2 separate regions of the Hordeum vulgare genome follow, and region 1 is linked to region 2. Evidence: chromatin contacts called from public Hi-C data. All regions are on one chromosome and are shown on one strand. Each heading gives the region's core, a stretch centred on a gene start, on an enhancer-like site or on the middle of the called end of the contact. The rest is flanking DNA. Distances are from core to core; before and after follow the strand shown. Region 1 holds the start of LOC123440344. Region 2 holds the start of LOC123444592.

Evidence for each region. A called contact is a pair of places that touch in the nucleus more often than the background predicts.
Region 1: a Hi-C map of seedling shows a contact between it and region 2, with 2.5 times the contacts expected there. The contact joins the promoter of LOC123440344 here to the promoter of LOC123444592 in region 2. A contact is called at or near these places in 2 of 6 Hi-C or Micro-C datasets (leaf and seedling) and 1 of 1 datasets of contacts at active chromatin or transcription factors (embryo).

Annotation. Positions count from the first base shown.
Region 1 is chr3H:513,072,600-513,078,123 of MorexV3_pseudomolecules_assembly, reverse strand. It overlaps LOC123440344, which reads left to right and starts at 1,300. Exons shown (of 1, transcript XM_045116916.1): 1 at 1,300-2,163. The coding sequence starts at 1,300. The coding sequence ends at 2,013. It overlaps LOC123444594 (pentatricopeptide repeat-containing protein At3g13160, mitochondrial-like), which reads right to left and starts at 1,104. Exons shown (of 1, transcript XM_045121373.1): 1 at 1-1,104. The coding sequence starts at 1,080.
Region 2 is chr3H:512,930,617-512,936,493 of MorexV3_pseudomolecules_assembly, reverse strand. LOC123444592 reads left to right here and starts at 4,582. Exons shown (of 2, transcript XM_045121372.1): 1 at 4,582-5,218; 2 at 5,318-5,877. The coding sequence starts at 4,836. The coding sequence ends at 5,522. LOC123444593 (a long non-coding RNA gene) reads right to left here and starts at 3,479. Exons shown (of 4, transcript XR_006631009.1): 1 at 2,848-3,479; 2 at 1,644-2,726; 3 at 360-866; 4 at 3-249.

The DNA of each region.
Region 1 (5,524 bases), core at 51-2,550, 140 kb before region 2:
ATCATCATACAGCTTCTTGGCCTCCTGTAACCTCCCGGCTTTGCAATATCCTCGAATCAACTCATTGTAGGATACTGTATCAGGTTTTGGTCCGTCCTTCTCCAACCTCTCAAGCACAGCAGCTGCATCATCAATCCTCCCTTCTGCAACCAAACCCCGCAGCTTGGCATTGTAGCACTTGGCGTCTGGCTCTAAATTCCTCTCCTTGATCATCTCCCATACTGTCTCTGCTTCATGCACGCGGCCATTGTTGCAAAACCCATTCAATAGCGTGTTGAAGGTAATAATGTCAGGTGGAATACCGTGCTTCTCCATGAGATGGACAGCGTCGAGAGCAGCTGAGATGTCGGGCTTCTGGCACAATGCGTGGATGAGTACGTTGTAAGAGTATACGGTGGGAACAATCGAGGGGTGGGTGGCTGGGATCTCCTGGAATGCAGCAGTGAGCCCGTCAAAATCTCCGGCATCGGCGTACGCGGAAAGAACGGAGTTGAAGGTCATGGTGGATTTATGCTGCGCTGGAAGCTTATGGAAGGTTGCGGCCGCGTGGGATGGCATGGAGGCACGGCCGTAGAGGCGGATGAGGCGCGCGGCGAATCCCTCGGCTGAGGTCTCGAGGAAGGGCATCTGCGCTTCGATGATGGCCTCGATGCCGTCTTGGCGGCCGAGGGAATTGAGCCGGCTCACCGCCACCTCGAACACGCGGTGCCGGTCGCGGAAGCGCGACGACACGGTTGACGCTTGGACGAAGTCAGAGACCAGCTTATCAGGGTCGCGCTGCCGGATGAGGGCCTTGAGGATGATGCCAAGGGGCTTCGGGAGCTTGTGCTTGGCGTTGGACTCAGCTTTGGCGGCGGGCTGTGCGCCGACGGGCTTCGGGGGCTTCTCGTCCGCGATGGAGCCGGCATCGGCGGCGGGCGGTTTCGGCGTCGGCGTCGGCGTCGGCGCGCGTTTGGTCTTGGGACTGCGCTTGGGTGGGCTTATGACTGGCGAGGAGGAGGAGAAGATACGGGAGAGGCTGTTCGCCCGGGTGGAGGCGGCGGTAGCGGCGGCGGCGGCAGCGGCGGCGGGGGTGGTCATGTGAAGGCGGCGTACGGTGGGGGTTTGGGGCGAGAGGAGTGGGGAATAGGCAAAGGAGGGTTTTGCCGGCTCATCGATACACCTGCTTTCTTAACTAGGCCGTAAAAATGTTAGCCCAGCCCAGCCCAGCCCAACACGACGAAGAAAGCCTCGGACGCACATACCGGTCCATTACCCGGAGCCCGGAGGTGGCGCTGGCTCCACCGACCCGCGCCGGCAATGGACAGGCACGTCCGGCGGCTGCTGAACCGCGTGGCGATCGCCCTGGCGGCCGTGGCCACCGCCGCCCTGCTGCACCTGTTCCGCTCCCCGTCCGCCTCCTGCTTCGGCGGCTCGCTCGCCCATTCCTCCCTCTCGCTGTCGACGGCGCCCTTGCCCCGCACCTCCTGCGACGCCGCGTCCCGCCGCGTGGTGGACCCCGACACCCGCCTGGCCAAGCTCCGGTCCTCCCCGCGCTGGAAGCGGCACAACGCGGCCCTCTCCGCGTCCGTCATCGATCCGCTCCGCCGGCTGCGCCTCCTCGGTAGGTCCTCCCGAGTTCTCTGCCTCGCCGCCGGAGCGGGGCAAGCGGTCGACGCGCTCCGCGTGGCCGGCGTGGGGGACGTCACCGGCGTTGATCTCGTTGACTTCCCTCCCCTCGTCCGCCGTGCGGACCCGCACAACCTCCCGTTCTTCGACGACGCCTTCGACCTCGTCCTCTCCAGCGACCCGGCGGCCTTCACCGGCGCGCTCTTCCCGTCCAGGTTCGCGTCTGAGATCGAGCGCACCGTCCGCCGTGGCGGCGCGATCGCGGTTGCTGTCGACCGGCGCGTCGACCTGAACGTCGTCGCCTCCATCTTCAGAAAGTCACGCCTCGTCGATGTGAGGAATGCTACCTTTGATGTCTCCGCGACCAGCATAGTAATCCTCAGCGCCAACTCGGAGCGCCATTGATTCCATTTGTTTCTTTTGGACAATATTTAGGTTCGATATCAAAGAGAAGATTACTTTGGCTAATAAGAAGAAAATTGGTTATTTGCCATTTTCAATACATGATTTCGCAAAATTGCCACTTTCAACGTTGGCTTTGCAAAATTGTCACTCTGATCGTTGGCTCCTTGATTACCATACCACTTCCCTCCTTTTAGTGATTTTTTTTTATTTTTTTACATTTATAAACACAGGAAAATACCAAACTATCCCTGATTATATGTTCACGTATGAGATCTCCGAATTGATACAACGCGCATCTGCTACCCAGAATACGTGTATGCTGGCGCCACCAATCGCCTATATGCAGCGGCCGCCGATCTCTTCAACATCGTGCGCCGCCGATCTCGTCAACGTCGTGACGCTGATCTCGTCGACGCTCTCGTCAATGTTGTCTGCCGTTGATCTCGTCGACGCTCTCGTCAACGTCGTCTGCCGCTGATCTCGTCGATGCTCTCGTCAACGTCGTCTGCCATCGATCTCGTCGACGCCTTATTCATGGATTCTGAACGGTATAATGCTGCTATTCTTTCACTTTCTACAGTTTTCAGAGATGAAAAGGACTGTCAATGTGTCCCAGGATCGGTTTAAGTTTCTGCAGTTTTCAGAGATGAAAAGGACGGTATAAATACAAACAATTTACATCTGCATACAAACAGTTTACATATGTAGTATACTGCTTACATCTATCAATATGAAGAAAAAGATGTAAACTGTTCTCATACTGTTTATTGTCCCAGGGCTGCCAATTTACATCTGTAGTGTACTGTTTGTATTTGATAATTTCTAATCACATCTATAATGTACCGCTAACCCAAACTTGTGTTCATGATTTCTGAATTGTTTCAAGTAGGCATGAAGCAGAGGTCGTGTTGGGGAGTAGTATTGATGATCCGTTATAGTTTGAGGCAACACCTTTTTCAGAAGTTGATTGGGATAACTTGCAGATAGTGGAGACACATGATGACGAAGATAGAATTGAACTACTGAGTGATGATCAGTTATGTGATATTTTGGGCTTGCAGGATGAGGAAGAGAAAAAATATAAGAGTGAACCAAAGGGTCGTAGAATGGTTGAGCAAAGTACTGATAATGATGGTGCTGCCATTCCTGTTAGTGATGTCATACCAAATGAGGTAGTGATTACGTATGATAAAGACCACCCAAAAATGGACCTTGGAACAATGTATCCATCAATGAAGGAATTCAGGTTAGCAGTGAGGCAATTTGCCATCAATGAGGAGTTTGATCTAGGCACGAAGAAGTCGGATAAGAAGAGATTTAGAGGGTTTTGCAAGTCAAGTGAGGATTGTCCTTGGAGGATTGTTGGCAGCCTACAGGATGATAAAAGTACTGTAAAGATGATATATGGCTAACTATATAACATCCATTCATCATTTAATTTTTGTATCTCTGTTTATGTGTATTTACTATATAACTTTCCTCCATTTTTAAATTCTGTATGTGCAGGTCACAGTTTTAGTTGATCAACATGATTGTGTTTCAAGCAGCAGGGTGAAGACCATAACGCCATCGCAAGACTGGGTAGCTAGCAAGGCTGTGAGTATCCTTAGGAGTTCACCTAATATGGACGCTAAAAAATTACAAAAAAAGTTGCAGATGCACCTATTATCTAAATACACATTTTAAAAAGTAAAAAAATAAAAATAAAAAAAATCTTGTGTGTTCACCCGAACATTGTATGTTCGTATATAAAGTTTCGGTGTAAAAGGACATTTTATGTGGTTTGGGTAAAAAAAGCAATTTTTGATGCTTGTTTATGACTATTCACGGGATATTTTTATTATTATTTATACATGCCATAAAATATGTTATTTCTTCCTGAAATCTCGTTACATGTAAATTCCATCCATTCTCCATGATTTGTTTAATCACAGCTCCTAGCAGTCCACATTCTACCCGTGTTACAAACACATGAATGGTTTCTAATTATTTCAGATAACACTATGTTAACTGAAGTGCTCACTAGAAGACAATAAATAGTTCACCTCTAGCACACGTCACTTTTTCTTGCCATTAGTTAGATTAATTATAGAATCAAACTTGCACACACAATCATAAGATGAATGTAAGTTAAAATTCTTATAAACAGGATATATATTAAGTGAGCTTAATAAGAGTCAGTTCTTACCAACTAACTTGCTTCCACCATGCGACACTCTACTCTCGATCCTGCTAAGTACATCCCATTGGAACAATTGGAAGAAAGGAAAAAAAATATAACCAAAATCATATGAGGATAGGTTAAAGTACGGTAAGCAAACAGTCCAGCTTTATTGCGCTAGAGAGTGGACCTTCTGAAGCTTGGAATGCCGATGCATTCTCAAGTATTTTCATGAATATGTTATCAGCCTAGTCCATAGTCATGCAAGAAAAATTGAGTGTCATTAGATGAGGAAAATTGTTGCAAATTAGAAGAGCGTAAGCTGAAGCTCTAAATGAGAAGGAATTCAAAATTTGCAGCTACAACTCATCAGCTTTTATAGTCAGAGATGCCTTGGTTCTTCTGTGTATAGCGATTCCACTACCAGTATACCACTACATCAAACAAGAAAGGCACAGTTATGATGATGCTACACGGCCAATCATATGCCATCATTTGACTACAGAACCGAACCCAACAATTATGTGATGTAAATACCTGGGGATGAAGGAGTGGGGGACCCTCATGATCTGCATATCCTCCCTTCTACTCCCTGGTAGCAATCTTATTACGGACCTTGCGGTGGCACGGGCGTACTTGTGGTGTCCAAACTCAGCAGCGCACGTTCCCGTGAGGTGGTACGACGAATGACGATGAGCGTGACCACAGTGTGGCAGATCTGCAAGGCCATGAGATAAACGATGCCAATCGCCGTTTGACTAGGGACTCGCTGTAGCAACACTAGTGAGAGGGAGGGCACATCGTGGTAGCAGCGATGCTAGGAGGGGGAGGGCAGGGTGCTGTTGCGATGGGGTTCAACCATTACGTCTAGTAAGCTATTTGTAGAAACCATCATTATAACTTCCTCGATTCCATTCGATATGTAGACACATATGCCTGTGTGGGACCTCTCAAAGAAAAAGTCCGCAATACGTAATAGTAAAGCACATTCTAATTTAAAGTCTGACTGCATGCATGCACAAAGTGTAAATCTTCAACATGGTTACACCAAACAATGGTATTAGTTTTGTACATGCTACGAGAAATCATCGGGACCTGCATGTACAGCAAAACACATGGTAGAAAGAATTCACACTCTAGGTATAACAGTAATAAGTTATCCTTTTGTACAACAAACCGATTGCTAACGTCATAAACCTGGAAAAAATGACGAACTAGACATTTCATGTGAGTAAAGTAGCTAAAATTGAGGAAAGTACTGAAGAAAATATATAAGTAGCTAGCTAGTGTGGAAATACAAGGAAGATAGAAACTTTTTCTGAAAGTCACAACTCACAACAACCCTTATTT
Region 2 (5,877 bases), core at 3,333-5,832:
CATAAGTAAATATAATTTTAGTGCTGACATAGTGTTATAAGAGAACTCAGTGTTGATACACAGCGTTCTAAGAAGTTTACAATGAGCATAAGTAGAAATACAGTGTTGCTATATACTGTTGTAAATTGATAATAGATTATTTACAATGAGCATAGTATATAGCCGGTAGGTATCATGTAGATGGTTGTGGTTATGAGGTGATGGTCATCAAGGAGAGCCATAAGCCATAAGTTTCCTACGCACTCAATTCTGGAACAGGAAAACATAAGCTTCAGTGGCAAACAAATAGAATTTGAAAACTGTGTATATATACAGAGAAAATAAAAATAAGAATGCAATTGAAAGGTAGAATCACTTACCTAGTTGCTGGAGGTGCGCACCCATGCTTGCCAGATTCGTCGCCGGGCATGTGGTCTTCGGGGGAAAGTGGTGCCCATGATGCCGGAGTAGCCGAGCCGCTTGTGGTTGCTTCCTGGTGGGTGGGGTCTGCTGTCAAATGAATCATCAAGCACTAACCAAGGAGGCCAAATAAGAAAGCATCTGCATGCTACAGAGTTGTGTACTGTGTTGAGTACCTCCATATGTGCAAACAAAGCAAACTGGAACAATATAACCTTGACAAACATGATACATGATGCGGGGAGAAGTGTGTATCCTTTCCACAAGAACAATGGAGCTTAAAAATGAGATGGAAATGCTGATAAGTTGACACTTAACAGAATCATGGAATTTGCTTTCCAATTTATATCATTGTAAATGCTACATTCCTCAATGGAGTATGCACTTCCAAAAATGAAGTTGACAATTAAAGCACGCATCAATGGCTTAACACTGCTGCAAAAATGGGTCAGACATGCTGCAAATTCCTGCACAAAAGGCGACCCTCTACTCAGTTTTTATATATTCAGGTTCTGAACAAAGTTAATACACAAACCAACTGAGACCATCAGTTTCAAGCTTACTCGAAGTAAGAAAACAGCTCATGAATAATATCTCTTACAATATATCTTAACTAAATTTTGTATGCTCTATATATGTACCATATCGTCTGAATACAATCTTAACTAAATTTTGTATGCACTATATATACATTTTTGCTCTGTTTCTCGGTAAAATAGGATTTCATCATTTTTCAAGCATTCACAAAATTAGAACATATGTAGTTAAGGAGTAGATAGGCAGTGATTGAGCACATCATTTAGTTGCTGCTGTTTAGAATTCACATGCTATAAACTTGATATCTAAGCATAATAGAATAAAATTGAGACCAAATTAAAGCCTTTTCTACTCCAGTGTCTGAACAATTAGCCATAGATCTTTTCATACCATTTTCAGGTAGGTGGTTAACAGATGGATAAAACTCAATCAGTATCTAGGCCGATGCCTCCTCTACGGTGGGTGTAGTAGATAGCCCCAACATCCATTGAAAGACCGTAACATGACATTAGCAATAGCAATAAAATAATTCCGGATAACCATGGCGTACATGTGATAAAAAAAACAAGGAATAGTCATCAACGAGCATTATGCACATGCATCAGGTTGAAAGGAAGACAAACATGAAAAAAATACCAATTCTGGTATTAGCCACAAATTCACTTGCATACTGATATAACATCTAAATTGCAAACAAATAGATTCACCTTCAGGATTAGACATGAGTCGACATCGTGACCGTGCACATAAAAATCATCCTCGCTGGAAGCCGATACAAAAATGATAGTATCACTCATTTGACCTGAATAATGAATAGTACACATTTATGCACGATATTTTCCCTTGAAGCTGGATGAACCGCAACACCAGCCCGATACCACATTCTACTATCAAAATCCTGATAGGAGTTCTGTCAAACGCCATGTAGGCATGGATAAAAGAGAATTTCACATAGCAAGAGAAGGATTTGAGGAGGCTAAATCAAAAGAGATGAGTGAGAGGGGGAGAGGAGGACTCCTGAATCTGCTATGTGGTATAGAAGAATTCAGTTATCACCTTGGATGACTTAGGAAGCAACGGTATGAGCCAGTGGCAGCATCAACGTATATTTCCATCTTAACAGGGTTCGGAAAAAGATAATCAAGAACTAAAGCCGCTAACTAAGAAAACAACAACAAATCATTATATTCCTTGAAATCCCTGAAAATCCCTTGGTGCACAAAAATATAGAAATATTCCATAGGGTTGTCTAATGGATCATTGACAGTGCCAACAATTATATTATTATGATGAAGATAATTTAGCTATATTATTTATGCCGTCAACCTAAAGAACATGCTCTGTTCAGTGAGAGATCCATTAACTGGAAAAGTAAGGGGAAGCAGAGCACATCACACAAGCTTGCATATATACAGAAAGAGAACATCACACAAGCTTGCATATATACAGAAAGAGGGATTGGGCGAGAAGCTCATCTTGGCATGTTGGCATCAGACGTGTTTATTGTTGCTTCATAGGTGCTGCTTCACAGGTGTGCCATCGACCATCTCTCCAGGCTGCTGCACCCTGCAAGCTGACCAATAGCACAACAATAAAAGAGGGCTTTGACAACCTGCACTGAGCGTGTGAGCCTCCACCTTAAGCCGTGTATAGAGGGATTTTTTTTCTGGAACAAATGTACAGAGAATAACAAAAAGATGAAAGCATGCGAGCAAAGTTATTTGTGCTTGTTGCTGCATCCCTGGAAACAAATACATTATCATCGCTGATAAATGGCAACCATATCCACACTGCAGAATCAAAATTGAATCAAGTCAATAAGGTGGGGGGGGGGGGGGGGGCAAAAAAAAGATTCAGATGTGAATGCTTTCATGGAAATAGAAGCCACATTTTTAGGTTGAAGAATCTCACCTTGAGGTTTGGCCCTCTGCTCAGCATCTGCATGGACATATGAGATCAAGCATTACTCGGGGCACTGAAGGAAAGGAGGTCCTCGGGAGGCGTTGAGAGCTCCTGGGGGCGGCGCCTCGAGGGACCGGAGCACCTCCCTCTCCTCTTTCCGGAGCACCTCCCTCTCCTCTTTCCTCTCTTTCTCCCTCCTCTCCTTCCTTCTCTCTCTCCCTCTCATCTTCTTCGCCGACGCTTGGGCATGTAGGCACCATTTGGGGAGAGAAGCACCCGGGGAGGTCGATGACGAGCAAGGCACCCGGGGAGACAAGGGATCTGGAGTCCTCCACCGCTAGCACCGCATGGCTGGCGAGTCCCAACTCCATCCTCGCGCCTCCCACTCTTCCCTCCCTCTACTCCCTCTCCTCACGGCCCGCTCGACGACGACCCCGCGCGATGGCATCTCCGCCTCGACCAACCGCGCCACAGCCTGACGTCGTGCGACGGCCGGCCACGAACTCCGACATGTCGGTGGGGATGACGAGGGGGGTGGGAGAGACATCCGCGACGGCGGCGGGCGGCGGCGGCGGCGGCGGCTAGGGTTTTCACGGGAGGGGGCGGCGAAGAGAAGAGTGGGCAGCAGGGGGAGGAGAGTGCGGGAGCGGGCGATGGGTTCCTCCACGGGAGCGGCTGACTTTTATACTCCTATACGTGAAATTACTAAGGTGCCCCGGCGGGGTAAGGAATTCACAGGCGGTGGCATGAGAGCACGACAACACTATTCATAACGTTATTGCGGCGACGTGGATGGCTTCGTCCTGACTAGGAGTCTAGCGACATTTACAAGAGAAATTATGTGAGATGGTAAGAGATGTCGGTGGCCTCAAGGGTTAAGGAACATGTCATTGAAAAAGTTAGTGGCATCATTCCTCTATGTATTATCCCACCATTTCAACCTCGAACGAGTGGACAAATAAGTTATTTGTACTTGTTCATATTCTCCTATTAGGTTTCTTCTTTTTTTAAATAAGCTACAATTGCATCTCATTTACATTTGTTCCCTTTCATATATTTATTCCAGCTCATTTGTATTCTTTCTTTTTTGTGCAAATATGGATCATGTGGATAGCTCAAGCACATCCCGTGGAAGAGGCTAGAACAAAGGAAAGTGGAATTTAGATAATGACAATGAGCTTGTTAAAGCCTTGTATTACTCATATTTCCCTAACTCAAAAATCATCTAGCCACGGTATGACAAATTTTGGTATATCACAAGGCCGAACTGATGTGTGGCTTGGATCTGGTCCAAAGCCTGTTCTAGACATTGTTAAGCGTGACTCTAGTGTTATGATTGAGTAATGCAAGAATTATTCCATAAAAAATAGCCTTGTGTGAGTTTTATTTGAATCCTAGGTGAAAAGCAGATGGTACTTCCAAGAATTGATACTTGACGGTATTGAGGAAACATCTTGACGTTGACCCTTGAGGGTCATTCCCTTCCTAAAGGTATTACTCAGGTATGCTCTGGCTTGTTCTTCAAGAATAAAAAACTAAAATCTAGCCTTTGGTGGTTGGATCTGATTAGATTCGATGACGGTTGCGCTTGAGCGCCATTCCCTTCATGAAAGGGTTGATGTTGAAGAACCTTTTTCAGTGTCCTTATGGCGACCAAATATGATTGATGCAGATATGGTCGTTATTGTAATTTGTATTGCTTCAATTTTTCTTTTCTTTTTCCTTACTTAGGCATAACTTTGGCCTTTCATGACTTTGTTATTTGATAGTGTGTTTATATATGTGTGTTTCGTGTTGGCTATATGCACCCTAGCTATGCAGGGTAAAATTTGCTACAGGACACCGTTATTTTACGACGTTTGCCAAAACACACTGCTCAATTGTGGCTTTGCCAGGTACCATTATAATTTCGTGCCACGTTTGCCAGAACACACCGTACGTCCAAAACGGAAGGGTTGACTTTTCTCATATGAAATTACAATCTTACCCTTGGAGATATGTACGCAGGCTTCTTTCTTCCAAGTGTTCATCTCCCACGAAGGCAGGAACTACTAAGACGAACGGGCCGATTTCGCAAGGAGGAACCCAAGCGGGCGGCGTCGCCCGACCTCGCAGGCCGCCCTGCCGCTGCCCCATCAACGCCTGATCTCGCCGTCCCCGTCCCCCTCAACGCCATCTCTCTCCATCCCCGTCCTCCGTCCTGCATCACCCTCCCGTTCCTGTCCCCTGCGTCGCCGGCCAGGCACCAATGGCGAACGGCGTGTACAGGAGCCGTGCCGCTCCGCGAGGAGACCAGGACGCACCGGCCGTCCGCACCGGCGCCCTCACTTGCGACGAAACCGGCAGTGATGGACGGCAACTTGACCTGGGTGCCTGACAGGTAATTCATCCCTAATTCCCTTCTTAATTGCTCTCAATTGGATTGAATGTGAATTGATAGTAGTATAGTCTCTAATTCATGTCCTATTAATTTTCATAGGATGGACAGTAGTTCAGCTACTAGAATTAATGTCCGGGTGTGTGCGTATGCTGAATTTGGCGATAATGGGACACAAGTTTGGCATCCAATTAGGGACGAATTGAAAGTTCTAGACAAAGATTGTGTCAATTTCAAAGATTTCAGTGAAGAACTTTCCGTTTTGGGACATCCAGTGTGTTCTGACAAACGTGCCACAAAATTATAATGGTACCTGGCAAAGCCACAATTAAGCGGTGTGTTTTGGCAAACACCGGAAAATAACGGTGTCCTGTAGCAAATTTTCCCCAACAACAGTGGAGACATTCAGTCCAGACGCTATAATTGACAACCAATGAACATAGGTACTCTTTTTTTAGGAGAATAAAAGTACTCTGTAAGCAAGAAAAGCGACCAAATCTGTGTACATTTGAAATGTCATGGGAGTAATAATATGCAAAAGAAGCATATTCTCATGCAGTCATGTGGTTCTTACATCGAACTCGAATAGCTAGTAAGCTAAAAGGATAGACGACCCAAGTGTTCCTGCAGGCAGATATAGCAAAGACAGCAGAACATCATCA